Linked DNA regions of Rattus norvegicus: region 2 is linked to region 1. Evidence: chromatin contacts called from public Hi-C data. All regions are on one chromosome and are shown on one strand. Each heading gives the region's core, a stretch centred on a gene start, on an enhancer-like site or on the middle of the called end of the contact. The rest is flanking DNA. Distances are from core to core; before and after follow the strand shown.

Region 1 (7,470 bases), core at 1,805-4,304:
GGAACCCCTCAACTTACGGCCTCCTTGCAGACACAGACCTTCCTGTCTGAAGCATTTCCGGACCTCCTGTCCTTAGCTTGGAGGACTCCGCTCAACCTGGGGAAGGGGCAAGCCATGAGGTTTTTCACCTCTTGGATTACTCAATGCCAAGCCAAGCAGCTTTCTTCCTGGGCTTCCAAGCATTTGAGGGAATCTTTTTCTAAGTCTTCAACAAGGAGGCAAAAGCCTGGCATGTAAGATTGTCACAGTCACTTGGCAGAGCTAGAGGAAAGATGTGTTTCATTTAGCAATGGGTTTTGTTAGCCCAGACTACAGATGAAATGAGATAATAGAATCCTCATTGAAAGACATTTCAGAGTCCACAGGTTTCTCCCGAGCTCCCTAGTAGGATCGTGCATACAGATGAAAGGCTCAGACGTGTCCTGCAAGCACATCCCGGCTCTAGTCATCAACAACCACAGAATCTTGCTGATCAACGGAAAGACTGAGAAAGAATTGAAAAGCGAGGACAGGAAAACGTGGGTGGGTGTGCAAGGTGTCACTTCTGAGCTGTCTCTCAGCTGTTTCTTGGCCACTGTTTCCTCAGCTGAGAGCAGAAAGCCAAGCACCTGCTCCTCAGGGAAGAAAAGGTTTTCTGCACACTTTGACTCTGCCAAGCCCTTTACCCGGCCCTCACCCTCAACCACTGTGAGCTCTAGGATGTGGGCGGGAAGAGGAAGAAGAGAAATGAGGAAGGTGCTCATCACCAGGGTTAAAAGGAGCCTTCCGGGCATGGGCTTGTGGAAGAGAAAGTGGGAGAGCTGGTGCCAGGCTGCCTCCCCACATGGCTGCCTATTCAAACTTGCTTTCCTAGGCCACAAAGACAAAACTCACTGTTTCCTGAGCCTGGGCTGTATTGCAGGAACTAACAGAGCCTGCCAGGACCAAATCTTTCCAAAAGCACCCTCCAGAATAGCCTTTACTCAACACCCCAAGATCCCCCTCCCCATTGTCTGCCCTGGCCAACCATGGAAGAGGACCAGGCTGGGCTGCTCCAGACAATAGAATGATAGAATACCTGTATCATAACAGCAGGGCACAGGCACTATTCCTGGAAGGCGTCCTCATCCTGGAGAAGGACTCCTGTGCCCAGCACTTTCTGTTCTATGACTCCTTTTCCACTTTTAAGCCTTATAGAAGTAGGATCAGGGCAGGAAAAACACATGATGCTATAGCAAGCTGGAACCAATGGCTTGACTTTGGGTCCTGACCAAGCTAAGTCTCTTGTCAGAGCTTGGGAGGTAGCCTGCTCTTTTCTATGGCATTTTCTAAGTCCCCTAACTGGGAGAGAAACTACAGATAAATTTTAAAAATAGATACAAATCAGTGGAGCTCTGGTGGGTCGCCACTTTATACATTTATTCATTCCACCTTTTGCTCCAGAGAGGAACTTGTTTTCTATCAAGAGCATTCTAAAAGGCGTGGGAGCCAAAAGCAGCTGTTGGCGATGATGGCTGCCACCAAATACAGTAGATTCCTTGCCTATATTCATGCTATCGTACAGCAATGAGGACTGGAGAGATGGCAATAGCTGTTCTTCCAGAGGAACCAAGTTTAGTTCCCATCACCCACACAGAAGCTTATAACTCCAGTACCAAGGAACCCAACACCCTCTTCTGGGCTGTGCAAGTGCCAAGCACATCACACGACACAGACATACAAGCAGGCAAGATACCCATACACATAAAATAAAATAATATTGTGTGTGTGTGTGTGTGTGTGTGTGTGTGTGTGTGTGTGTGTGTGTTAAAGAACAGTAATAAAACCGATTTCATTCTCAGAGAGCTGCAGAGACAGCGTGATGGGTTAGGGAGAGATGGCCCTAGGCTGGGGAGAGAATACTAGTTTCTGGAAGAGACAGCATTTGCACCCAGGCTGAAAGGCTTGGGCATTCAGAGATGAAAGGCAGTGCCAGTGTGGAAGCCACAAACCGTGAGGTCACTGCACAGATGCCCTAGCCAGCCCCCCACCCTTTACCCCCGCCTTGAATCATGCAATAACCTTACTGTGGGGTGTATTTGCTATCTTGTCTTTTCCTTGGCTGGTTTTTTCACCCCCAAGAGAAGTGGACTGATCTACATCTGTCCAATTGGGGCTTACCATTCGGTATTACAAATGGAGACTTTGGAACCCTCAGAGGCAGAGCCCACTTCTTTTTTTCCCCACAAAGGACTCAGGGTTTTCCTAGTCCCCAGGCCTCCTTGCAGGCCTATGTGCTGGAAAAGATACAGGGACTCTGGATGACCGCCCACATGTACACACTAGAACACTCCAACCATGAGAGGCCACTGAACATCTGAAGCAGAAGAGCCCAAGTCACCAGCTGTGAGGCCGTTTGCTTCCAAGGGTGGTTTACCCTGGGGAGTGGCTCAGTGGGTAAAGTACTTGCTATAGAAACGTGGCTACCTGAGTTCAGGTCCCAAGTAGCCATGTAGAAAACCAGGCATGGCAGTATGTGCCTGTAACTCTAGTTCTGAGGCAGGGTGCAGAGATAGGAGGATGCTGGAGGCCTGATGACCAGCCAGTAGAGCCATAATAGTGAGCGCCAGGTTTAATTGGAAAACCTGTCTCGAAAAATATGGTTGAGAGCAATACTGAAATACATTCAAAGTCTATCTCGGGCCCCACACTCCCCCTATATGCTACACATACACACACGTATATGCAGGAGCTAGCTTTTAGTTTGAATGGCAAAGGGGTGCAAAGGTATAGGCTACTGGGTCATGTTTCAGGAGAGAAGAGTCTTTGCGTATTTACAAAGACATGCAGCATTTGTCACTCTTTTCATTGACAGCTATGGGGCTTTTATATCCCCCAACTAGTTTTGTGAGACACACCTATGAAAACTCAGAAGCAGTGTGGACTTCCCCTCAACGTCCAGCCTTTGGGACTGCATCGAAGTGTTTGTGATCTGAAGTGCTTTGGACTTTCAACCACCTCTGTTTGCTCTCCTTTAGGTGTCCTCCTGTTTGTCAGTTTGGAGTTTGGATTTTGTCCCCTATCCAAACATGCTGCATTCATTAAGTGCGGTTTGCTGACACAACCCCCGCTCCCTGCAGAGGCTGAACTTACAACCTGAGCCCGCACTAGGTTTTTGAGCCACATCTCAGAGCTGATTCATTTGACTAACATTCCTAGTCTATTTTCTGAATGCCAAATCTCATTTCTCCTAACATGTCACCAATAACGGATACTCTGTTCCCAAAGAGACGGCCTTACATTTATTTCAATGAAATTGTACTCTCCAAGATATGCGATTTTCTGGTTACCTCTTAATATATAAACCTTTGACCTTCCGCTAAAATAAACATAAGATTTGTCTCAACGTTTTAGCCAAATTGAGATTCATTTGATTATCACAGTTGCCTGGTTAATGTACAAACTCCCCTTTGTCATCTTCTTCTTTTTCTTCTTCTTCTTCGTCTGTTTTAAAGCCTTATTTACTCATTGTATATGTATATATATGAGTACACTGTAGCTGTCTTCAGACACACCAGAAGAGGGCATCAGATCCCATCATAGATGGTTGTAAGCCACCATGTGGTTGCTGGGAACTTGACTCAGGACCTCTGGAAGAGCAGTCAGTGATCTTAACCACTGAGCCATCTCTCCAGCCCCTATGTTTCTCTTCTGTTACCTCCTCAAATCAACTTCCCTTGGGTGTGTTAGTCACATAATCCTCAGCCCTTTTCAGTGACCTCCACCCCTCTATTTAAAACCAAGCACTTCCCTAATCAACCACAATATCTGTTCTATGCTCTTTTCTTTTTTTTTTTTTTTTTGGTACTTTTTTTCGGAGCTGGGGACCGAACCCAGGGCCTTGCGCTTCCTAGGTAAGCGCTCTACCACTGAGCTAAATCCCCAGCCCCTCTATGCTCTTTTCTGCTCCCCTTCATAGACACACAACTGCCTAGCACACCACAGCCATTCAGCATTACCTTTTGCCTCCTTTAGAATGTAAGGTGTGTTGAGACAGAGTGGTTTTTGGTCACTTTCTTCCCTATTGGGCTCCATGTTTGTTTTAGGGTATGGGTACAGCAACATCTTCACTTGCCTCCGTAAAAATGCTGAATGTGACAAGGCCAAGGTTAGATTCGGGGGCACCTGCTCAAGGTTGCTGCCCCTCATAGGTTGCTAAGGACCGTTTGATCACTCGCAAACCCACTTAATGCTACCAGCATCCAGCCTTACTCGTCCTCACTTTATCCAGTAGGATACCAAGAAGGTTGATCACATTTTTTGCTACAATTAAATACCTCATGTTGGAGATACCCCTCTCACCTATCAGTCTGAAAGGCAATGGGCTCCACCTGACATGGTTATCTCACTGCCTCTCACTAACTGCACACATCTTAATCCGTGACCTCTCCAAACCCTGTGACTATTTTCAAGAAGTCCTTCTGGATACAACGTCCCTTAGCTGAGGCTCAGAACCTTATTGTGGGGTGCACCCGGCATCAGGAGACAGCTTAGATTCAAAGGCACTGCTCCATCAAGTATTAGAATATTATATTTTATCTAATTCTCAACTTCTGTAGTCTATAAAAATAATAATATAACACTCAGAATGTGATACCTTATGCATTGATATTTGATCATATTCTTTGGCCTTTGCTTCTTGTTGCTACACACAGACAATAAAGATCCTAGATTTGCTGGGTGTGATAGCAAACATCTTTAACCCCAACACCCGGGAGGCAGAGGCAGGCAGATCTCTGAGTTTGAGATCAGCCTGGTCTCCAGAACGAGTTCTAGGACAACCAGGACTACACTGAGAAATCCTGCCTCAAGAAACCAAGCCACACAAACAAATAAAAGATGATCCTAGATTTGGGGTTTTATTTGTTTTCTTTTCTTTGGATATAGGTCCATTTTGGTGTCATCCCAGATTTACCCCAGCAGCTCCTGACTGGCCCCAGGCCTCTCATCTCCTGCCTTCCCATTCCAGACTTTTCAGAGTCAGGCCTCTCATGCATGATTAGTGGAAGCCTGTGAGAAGCACATCTAGACTTCTCAGGCTCCTCTCAAAATCTACCAAATAGGAATCTACATGTTCCTGGGCCTGCAAGTGATTATATTACAGTTTGGAACACACACCCACTGAAAGAACATCCTTAAAATTCACATGAGCCATCCCCGAACTATGCCCATCAGGAAATGAACCGCCTCAACTTTCAGATTCTCGAGATGCCTTTGACGTTGGCTCTTAGCTCGATGAGCTAGTGCATCAAGTAACTTTAGAGCAGCTATAAAAATGATCAAGATTCAATTAAAGACTAAAGCGAAGTGTATTGTTTCTTGGTGGAAAAAGGGTGTTTGGGAAGCATGCGTGATGGGCTGAGTCCCCCTTACTTATTTTCCACTTGAAACACAGAGGCTGAGACAGGTAGTTCTGTCCTAAGAGGTCGGGTGACCTGGCGGTAGGCACTGATGCTCTCCCAGACCACCTTTCTCATGCATGGCTTCAGCAGCAGCAGCAGCAGTGTCTGTGTGGTTGGAACATGTTCCTGCTCTTGGGAAGGAGGACAGGAAGAGACCTGGGCATTCAGCTTCTTATGAAAACATGAGTTGAAGCTTTACCTGTCATTTCTATTTGTGTTCAGTGCATCAAAGCTTGCACACATGGCCACATTTAGTTGCAAAAAAAAAAAAAGGGCAAAGAAATGTAGACAACTGCAAGTTGTTTACTAGAAAGAAAAAGGGGAATAACCAAATGAGAGAAGCCAGTGGGACCTGCCCAGGTGCCTAACTAAAGGTTGAGATCCAAACCCTGTCACAAAAACTTGTGATCTTTTTATGTAATTGATTCTCAATTCATCTGTAGATGCTAAATTGAGATATATGTGTGTAAGCTTTTTTATGGTTTGGGATCTTTTAATTCCTTTGACTACCAAGGTGATTCTGCGACAAACTGTCACTTATTGCAGACATTTTTACTTATGAAACAGGATATGTTTCATATCAGTTTAGTAGAAATATTATAATAAAATAATCCACCAATTATTTTCTAGGCTTTTTAATGAAACTATTTTTTTACATTTGCGTGTGTGTGTGTGTGTGTGTGTGTGTGTGTGTGTGTGTCTGTGTCTGTGTCTGTGTCTGTGTCTGTGTCTGTGTCTGTGTGCACGTACATGCTGGAACATTCATGTAGAGGGCAGAGGTAACTTATAAAAGTTTCTTTCCTTTCCACTTACAATCTGGGTCTTGAGGATCAAACTCAGGTCATCAAAGTCTAGAATTTTTATTTTATTCCAAATAGATACAGGCTTATTATTTTGTGTTTCAGATTATCTATTCACATACCCATTGATAAGCACTTGATATAGATCCTTCTAGATACATACGCTCTTCTCACACACACATATACATATGTATATATGCATGCATATATACTCTGAAAAATTATCCTACATAAATCATTTTTACTGAACACACCTTCTTTAGAGGAGACATTTGTCTTAGGAGAATGTCGTTGTTCCAAACCCTTCAAACATTTCGTTTTTGCTGGCACGTGTGTCACCTGTGTGTAAGAATGCTTCACAACAACACCATCAAACACTCAGAGGCACACAGCAATATTGGCCTCTCACCCATGTGGGTCTCCTGCAGCTGGACCTGAGTGGCTAGTTCTGTCCCAGGCACCTCTGACTCCCCTGACTAGCTTGAATCTGTTTTCCTCTGGCTGTGACAGGAGTGTAAGAGAACAGATGGAAATACTCGAGGCCTAGGCTGGGAACTGGCCTAAGCCAAAAGAAACCACGTAGACAAACCCATAGTCAAAAGCCAACAAAAGTGCACCATGCCTTCAGCTAGAGAAAATCCCATCACTCACGTGATAAAAGGCAGAAATACACTCGGTAAGGAGTGAGGCCAGGGAAAAAGCTTACTGTTGTTTCCCCCAGAGATTTATTTTGAGCATTTTTCAAATAGTAATTATTTTAAGGGTAGCTTTGATTTTTTTTTTTTTGGTTCTTCCCCCCCCACCCCCCCCCCCCCCGGAGCTGGGGACTGAACCCAGGGCCTTGCGCTTCCTAGGCAAGCGCTCTACCACTGAGCTAAATCCCCAACCCCGATTTTTTTTTTTTTGATAGCTAAGTTATGGGTAAAATTAGATAATCAGGGTAGGTTTATCATTGAACACATCACATAAGATAATCCTATTTCTGGAAGAATTTGTTTAAGAACATAGCATTTAATAACATAATCTTTGAAATAAATGGCTTTCTAGGTGACCACTTTGAGGTGATTAAGACTCATTTGAACATTTGGTTCCAAAAACAATTTTTTTGTTTGTTTGTTTTGAGACAGAATCTCTCTACATAGCCCTGTTGTCCCAGAACGCACTCTGTAAACCAGGCTGACCTTGAACTCAAAGAGCTCTGCCTGTCTCTGCCTCCCCAGAGCTGGGATTAAAGGTGGGCAGCACCACTG
Region 2 (6,685 bases), core at 4,143-6,642, 330 kb after region 1:
GGACCTACCTGCCCTCCCCTAGTCTCCTCTGTGAATGACAGTAACCACGACACTGGTCTCTCGGGGCTGCTGGAAGGACAGATGAGCAAAGCACTTGGCATGCCGTGGACAGGCATGACACCCGCAGCCCCCAAGCAAGCCATTCAACTTTTGTTGTGTGCTGAGCAGCCCGCAACTGACAAGGCCAAGAAGGAGGCTGGAAGACCCACCAAGGCGGACTCCATGGAGCCACTGGAGCAAAGTCAAGTATCCCTAGCAAGAGAGACAAGCGGGTCCCCAAGGAGGCTCGGACAGCTGGTCAGTAGAACACTCGGTGGGAAAGCCAAGGACAACGGCCCAAAGCTGAGTGTCTGAATAGATGGGGGATACAGAGCTGTACTCTCATCTCCCGTCATTACCTCAACGGGGCTGCCACACCTTTGTGTGCATTTATGCTCACGTGAAACTCTGCACCAGAATAATCCCAGGGCCTGTCGGAGTAGAGAAATGTGGCTGGAGTGGACTTAGAGTGACCAGTATCTCTAGAAACCTACTAACCGGGTATTTCTGCATAGATGCAAAAACTGGTCCTTCTGTGGGGTGACATTATGAATAAAATGTTCAAATACTTTTTTATTATTAATTATTGCATTATTTGGGGGGGTGTATCTACTGCAGCACTCATATGGAGGTCAGAGGCCAACTAGTATGGGTCAGTTCTTTCCTTCCAATCTGTGTCCTAAAGATCAAACTCAGGCCAGCAGGCTGGACGGCAAGTGGCTTTGCCCACTGAGCCATCTCTACGCTCCACACTAATACTCTACTTAGGGCAGATGTTATTTTTTTTTTATGTGAAATAGGATCTAATATATAAGATTTCTTTCAAATTTAAGAGTGGGGCTCAGAATGTGGCTCAGTGGTATAGTGTATGCTTAGCATGTGTAAGGCCTTCCCAACTTCTCCCCCCCCCCACCCCGCCCTTAGTTTTTCAAGACAGTGTTTCCCTGTGTAGCCCTGCCATTTCAAAGCAAATCAAATACCAAAACAATAGTACGGGGAGGAGGTGGCTGGGGCTGTAAATGGACACGCTTGGCTCTGAGCTGGTAATGCTGAAACTGGATAATGGGTCCATGGTTTTGTTTGTTTGTTTAACATTCCACTGTGTATGTTTAAAATTGTCCCAAATCATAAAGCTGAAATTATTTTTAACTCAATGATTGTCTTATTGGATCTTGCAACACACTGCTTCCTATACACGCACTATCTCCAACTACTGATGCGGTCACAGAAAGATCTGTCAGGACAGCCCTACCCAGGGTCAGAGAGGTTCCTTAAACCCTTCCCTTTTCTTATGTGAGGACCAAGGATGGGATCCCTTCTCCCATGGCCACTGGGCCATTGAAGGTTGGGAACCACATTTAATTTTTTTTTAAGTTCCATAAAATTATTTTTCAATTGGTTTAATGCATTTTAAGACATAATGAACTTTTTAAACCTCTTTAGCAAGGCAAACTATTAAGCCTTTTCTTTCAGGAAAATGGGGAGGATCACACACACTCCACCTCAGAGGGTGTGAGGGTAAACAGGTTAGTATATTGTGGTACCTGTCACTAGTGAGCATCACCAAATGCCATGGCTGGAGGATTGTCTTCTGCAGGCGGCAGCCTTAGCCTCTGAAACTCTTAGCAGAGGAACCCCTGCCCTTGGCACTATAAGTTCTAGATGCTACCACCTTGGTTTTTATTTTCAGTATGTTTGCTGCCAAAGCAAGCACTTGTTTTTGTTTTCCAGACAGGGACTGTATCTCACTTTTGTAGCTCAGAGTGGCCACAGACTTACAGTGATCTTTCCTTCCTTCCTTCCTTCCTTCCTTCCTTCCTTCCTTCCTTCCTTCCTTCCTTCTTTCCTCGGTGTTAGGATTACAGGTATTGATTGGCCATGAGGCTCCACTATCCAAGACTTTTCTTGACTAAATAGAAAGTCATGCTAACTATTCTGAACATCTTAGGGCCTGGCATCCTGCCAGGCATTGAGGAAGCCATGGTTACTACCCTCCCCGGATGCCTAGAATATACCCTCTGGCCCAGAACATGTCACTTTGGAGGATGAGTTTTCGTTTTCTTTCTCTTTCTCTCTCTCTCTCTCTCTCTCTCTCTCTCTCTCTCTCTCTCTCTCTCTCTCATGATGTAGGCCACTGGAGATGAACCCATTCCTAAAGACTGGGTTGGTTTTGGCAAGTACTGAAAGGGCTGTTCACCCTGGTTGGCAAACAAGCCATGAAGCCCTCCACACAGCAGGGGGCAGTACAACACATCTTCAAGGACTGGAGGGGTCTCCCAAAGGACCTGACCAGAGCTATGCTTCCATGGTCAGTAGCCATGGTTTGGGGCCTCAGGTGAGGGACCTGCAAGTGAACAGGTGAAAGGACAAAAGAAAAGGTACTACAGACATAGCAGCCATGTCTGAGTCCCTACTCCCAAGGCCTGAGCCAACCAAATGCAGGCATGAAGAACTCAAAGCCTGCTTTAGATCCCAGTCTTTCCTTAGAACCACTGTCTGAAGAACCAAGAGGAGGCAGATGGAAGGGCTACAACAGCTCCAGCTGCTCTGTCTCCTTCCTGGGGTGGGCAGGAAGCGGGCAGAGCTCACGACGAAGCAAGAACAATCTCAGAAAGCCCTTGGGTCTTAAGACCTATACAATGCATTAGTGAAATTATCCCAAAGTGTCTAACCTTCTGCCTCCAAGGAAGATAGCAATCTCTGAGAGACCTTGGGAGCAAGGGCTGAGGCACCAGACTTGGGAGCCAAAAAGTTTGACTTCAAACCCTGGGCAAGGCACTTAACACGCTTTTCCTGTAAAATGAGCCTAACCTTTGCTCTATATAAAGCTGTTGCTTGGAACAGTAGAAGCCAACAGGCTTAGCAAGAGTCCCCAACCCAATGGGGACACACTACTACTGACTGCATGGAGGGGGTTCGGCGAGAAAGGAACATACAGTACACCTTGGCAGAAGAAAGACATGCACAGAACACTGCTTCCAACTCAGACCCAGAACCCCAAAGACTTATGCCTATATCCCTCAGATTGCAGCTCCCAGAAGCCACCAGGCCACAAAGGCTGCATGAATCTGCAATGACAGTGGACTTAACCTGCTTTTTCCATGGAGGGGTCAAAAGGAAAGGGGGCATTGTGGGTTTTCTGCTGGGACAACCTAAGCTAGGCTAACTGAGCACATTCTCACATGAACATACATGAAGACAGTCACCCTGAGGCCATGTCAACTCTGAAGGTTGTGAGGCTGGCCTCTTTAGTCAGAGCAGACTTAGGCTTCTCCTAGGCAGGGAGGAAAGAGTTAAGCCTGCTCTAGGCTGGGAAGGAGGGTTCAGCAGTTATAAACAGTGAGCCTAGGGAGGGAGGGAGGGAGGGAGCTAACACAGGATGTGGCCAGGGCTTGAGCTGTCTGATTATTAACTTCACTTTTATTTGGAGGGGGATTCATTCTCTGTTTCACTTCCCATCAAGGAAGTGAAAGCCCAGGTCTCAGAGGGCCTGGTTTCCAATTGTTTTGTCACAGCTCATTTATTTTCCCCCTTAAATAAATAAACAAAACCACCTCTTTGTCCCCCCCCCCCAATGAGCATTCAGCAGATCATCTGTGGCCGAGGCATGAAAGGGGTTTTCAGGAGTCCTCCACCACGGGAGAACTTTGGGTTTCATCTTTTAAAAGGGAAAAAGAAAGGGTCCCTCCGTTGGCATCAGCCTTCTCCGAGCTGCAACGAGCACTCCTTTCCTGCCTGCTCCTGCGACCTCAGCCCACACCTCAAGTCCTGCCGAGCATTTAGACCAGTGGTCCTCAACCTTTCTGACGCTGAGACTCTTTAATACAGTTCCTCATGCTGTGGTGACCCCCCCCCACACACACACATAAAATGATCTTCGTTGCTACTTCATAATCGTAATTTTCCCACTGTTGTGAATCACAGTGCAAATATCGGTGTTTTCCAATGGTCCTTTGATTCCCAGAGGGGTCTCGACCCACAGGTTGAGAACCATCAGCGTGGTCAGTCTTCAGTTGGTCCTGAGCCTGCCTGCCTGGTTGTCCTCCCATTGCTCACAGCCCGGGCCATACAGAACCGCACAGAGAGGCTCTGAGGGGTCATCTTCTCAGTCTGGTTCACACCTACGGTTTTGGTTCCTACCGCACCCTGACAGTCCTACTCAGAATAACTTTCAGTAAACACACAAAAGGGTTCCATTGCAGGGCTTAAGAAAACACCACCACTATACATACCCCTGTGCTAAAGTTCAAAACACCTGTGAACCTTGCCTAACTCCTAGCCCAAATCCAGATTAAAACCTATTCAATCATGGTAATCCTCTTGCAAGGAGTGACCTACCTACCCAGTAAGAAGACCAACTTCTTGATGGGCCTGACACTCATGGGTCCTCGAGATTCAGAAGGGGAGGGCGCAGCCACAAAGACTGAGAGTAGCCGAATCCCGCTGATGATGGCATGTAGGTGGGCTAGCCAGGAAGAGGCAACTTCACCGGAAACAGAGGAGGAAATTAAAGAAGGCTTCCTAATGGGGGCTGACAGAAGAGAGAATATTCTAAAATCTACAAATGATAGAACAACATGTAAGCTAGGCAGAGAGGAGGAACGGTGGGGTCTTCTGTTCCTTGGATGACATCAGAATGATTGAGAAACTGGAAATGAGCTGATCACCTATAACACTGGAGCAGTTAGTCCTTGACCCTGGGTTGGTACGACCCGAGGGCATCCACTGGAATATCACCTTGTCTCGGACCCTGACACTGGGCTGCCAGGCAACCGCCTGGTGATCACTCTGACCTACTTCAACCACCCATGACTTTAAGCTCTTTGAATATAGGGCAAAAAGAACTAGGAGGCGACTGGGACAAATCCAATCACTGACCGAAGCGCTGGCCCTGCCTGCTAATGGCTAACTGATAGCATTCCCAAACGTCCCAGGGAACGTGCCAAGACCTCCGGTTTTCTTCCCGTTCTTAGAAATTCCTTCCCATGCCCATGGCATTTCGGTTTCCAAACCTAGGTCTACTGCGGGGCTCGGTGGCCGGACCCTTGGCCGCGCCTAGAGCGGCCAGGAGCGGGTTAAGGGCGCCAAGATGGCCGGCTTGTTTTGCTCGCCGAGGCATCACGCGGAGGCTGCCCTTTGCCTCCGGGGCCGCGGTCAAGGTTCCGCCGCCCTCTCTGGCACACTGCCCCGGCCGGCCCGAGCAAGCCTCCTCCCCTGAGCCCCGGCGCCTCGCGAACCTTCCAGACCCGGACGCAGCAGAGCGGCAGAGTGGCAGTGTGGCTTGCCCGGAGCTTCAGGGCCGCTGCTGGCCCTTCCGCATCTCGGAGCGTCTGCGGCCGGGTCCGCGGATGGCGAGCCGGCTGCGGTCGGCCAGCCGGTCTTCCCCAGCCGGCCTCCCGGGGCCTTTCCCGCCGCACCGCCAGCCCAGGAGGCGCGATGGGCGTGGCAACACTGCCCTCCACTGGCCAGTGTGCCAAACAGCACATGCGGGACCACCAAAACTGCCCTGATCACCTGACACTGAGACTCAGCTTTCTAGAGAGTTCTCGAACCACGAGAGTGCACCACACTTCCCTAGGCATCCAACACTTCTGTTAGCCCGGCCCTGATTCAGAGTTTGCATTTTACGGAGTTCCAGGGTGGATACTGCTGTTGCCTGCTGGTCCTGAACCCACCAGCTTGGTTCTCTTACTTAGATGAGGGCTCGACCATCCACTCCAGTATACAAAATACCGTGCAGACAGCACAGAGGACCCTGACAAAGCTCTCCCCTATATGACACTGAGCAGAGTAATCTCACAAATCTATGGCGGCACTTGAGAAAGTTTTCAATTTTAAGCGCATAGATGTCTGCCTATGTACTTCTGTGTACCATGTGCGGGCAACACACTCTAAGGCCAGAAGAGGACTTCAGATCCCCTGAACTAGAATTACAGACGTTTGTAAGCTGTCATGTGAGTGCTGGGAATTGAACCTGGATCTTCTAAGAGTAGCCAGTGACCTTAACTGCTGAGTCATCTCTCTAGCCCCCTGAAAAAGTTTTGATACATTTATACATACGTGTGTGTGTGTGTGTGTGTGTGTGTGTGTGTGTGTGTGTGTTCACAGGTGTGCTTACATTAAATAAGGACAGTTTTCAAGACTGGTTTCCCTCCTTCCAACGTATAGATTTTGGGGACCAAACTCAGGTCATTGGGCCTGTGAATCACCTTTCCTAGCCCCAATTTGAAAAAGTTTTCAAATTTTTCTGAAGGAACACATTAAGGCACTGAGAGAAGACATAAATAGGGAACTACAGTCCCCAATTTATCATAATTTCACTGTAAGTTGGAACCTAAATAATATACATTCAGTAGGAGCCACGGTTGAATTTTTAACTCTGGGTTTTCCCCCTGGACTAGCAGTAAACACAATATTCTTTTGCAGAAAGTTCCCACAGTCGTGAGTGGAAAACAGACTGTGGTCTGTAGTGTACTGCACTGCACAGGGGTGATGTTTGATAAGTTAAGGAAGCAGGCACACTTTCCACACTACCTGGCATTTTCGGTTTATGATAGGATTGTTGGGACATGGCTTCCCTGCAAATCTAGGAGCATCTGGGAGGTATGGAAGTTGCCTTCTGGTGGAAAGTCTAAATCGGGTCTAG

What was found. Hi-C and Micro-C count contacts between places; a contact is called where the count stands out from the background.
Region 2: a contact with region 1 is called in a Hi-C map of liver, with 2.7 times the contacts expected there. The contact joins two enhancer-like sites. A contact is called at or near these places in 3 of 12 Hi-C or Micro-C datasets (liver and mammary epithelial cells).

Annotation. Positions count from the first base shown.
Region 1 is chr6:104,355,672-104,363,141 of GRCr8, forward strand. All of the region lies in intron 9 of Rad51b (RAD51 paralog B), which reads left to right. All of the region lies in intron 1 of LOC134479406 (a long non-coding RNA gene), which reads right to left. Among named protein-coding and RNA genes, the nearest start is that of Atp5pdl1, 71 kb to the right of the region's middle. Within about 2 kb of position 3,055, at least 3 of the 93 cell types and tissues checked have an H3K27ac peak or open chromatin away from gene starts, as enhancers often do. A contact at or near this core is called in liver, where this site is marked.
Region 2 is chr6:104,682,424-104,689,108 of GRCr8, forward strand. No RefSeq gene overlaps it. Among named protein-coding and RNA genes, the nearest start is that of Zfp36l1, 17 kb to the left of the region's middle. Within about 2 kb of position 5,393, at least 67 of the 93 cell types and tissues checked have an H3K27ac peak or open chromatin away from gene starts, as enhancers often do. A contact at or near this core is called in liver, where this site is marked.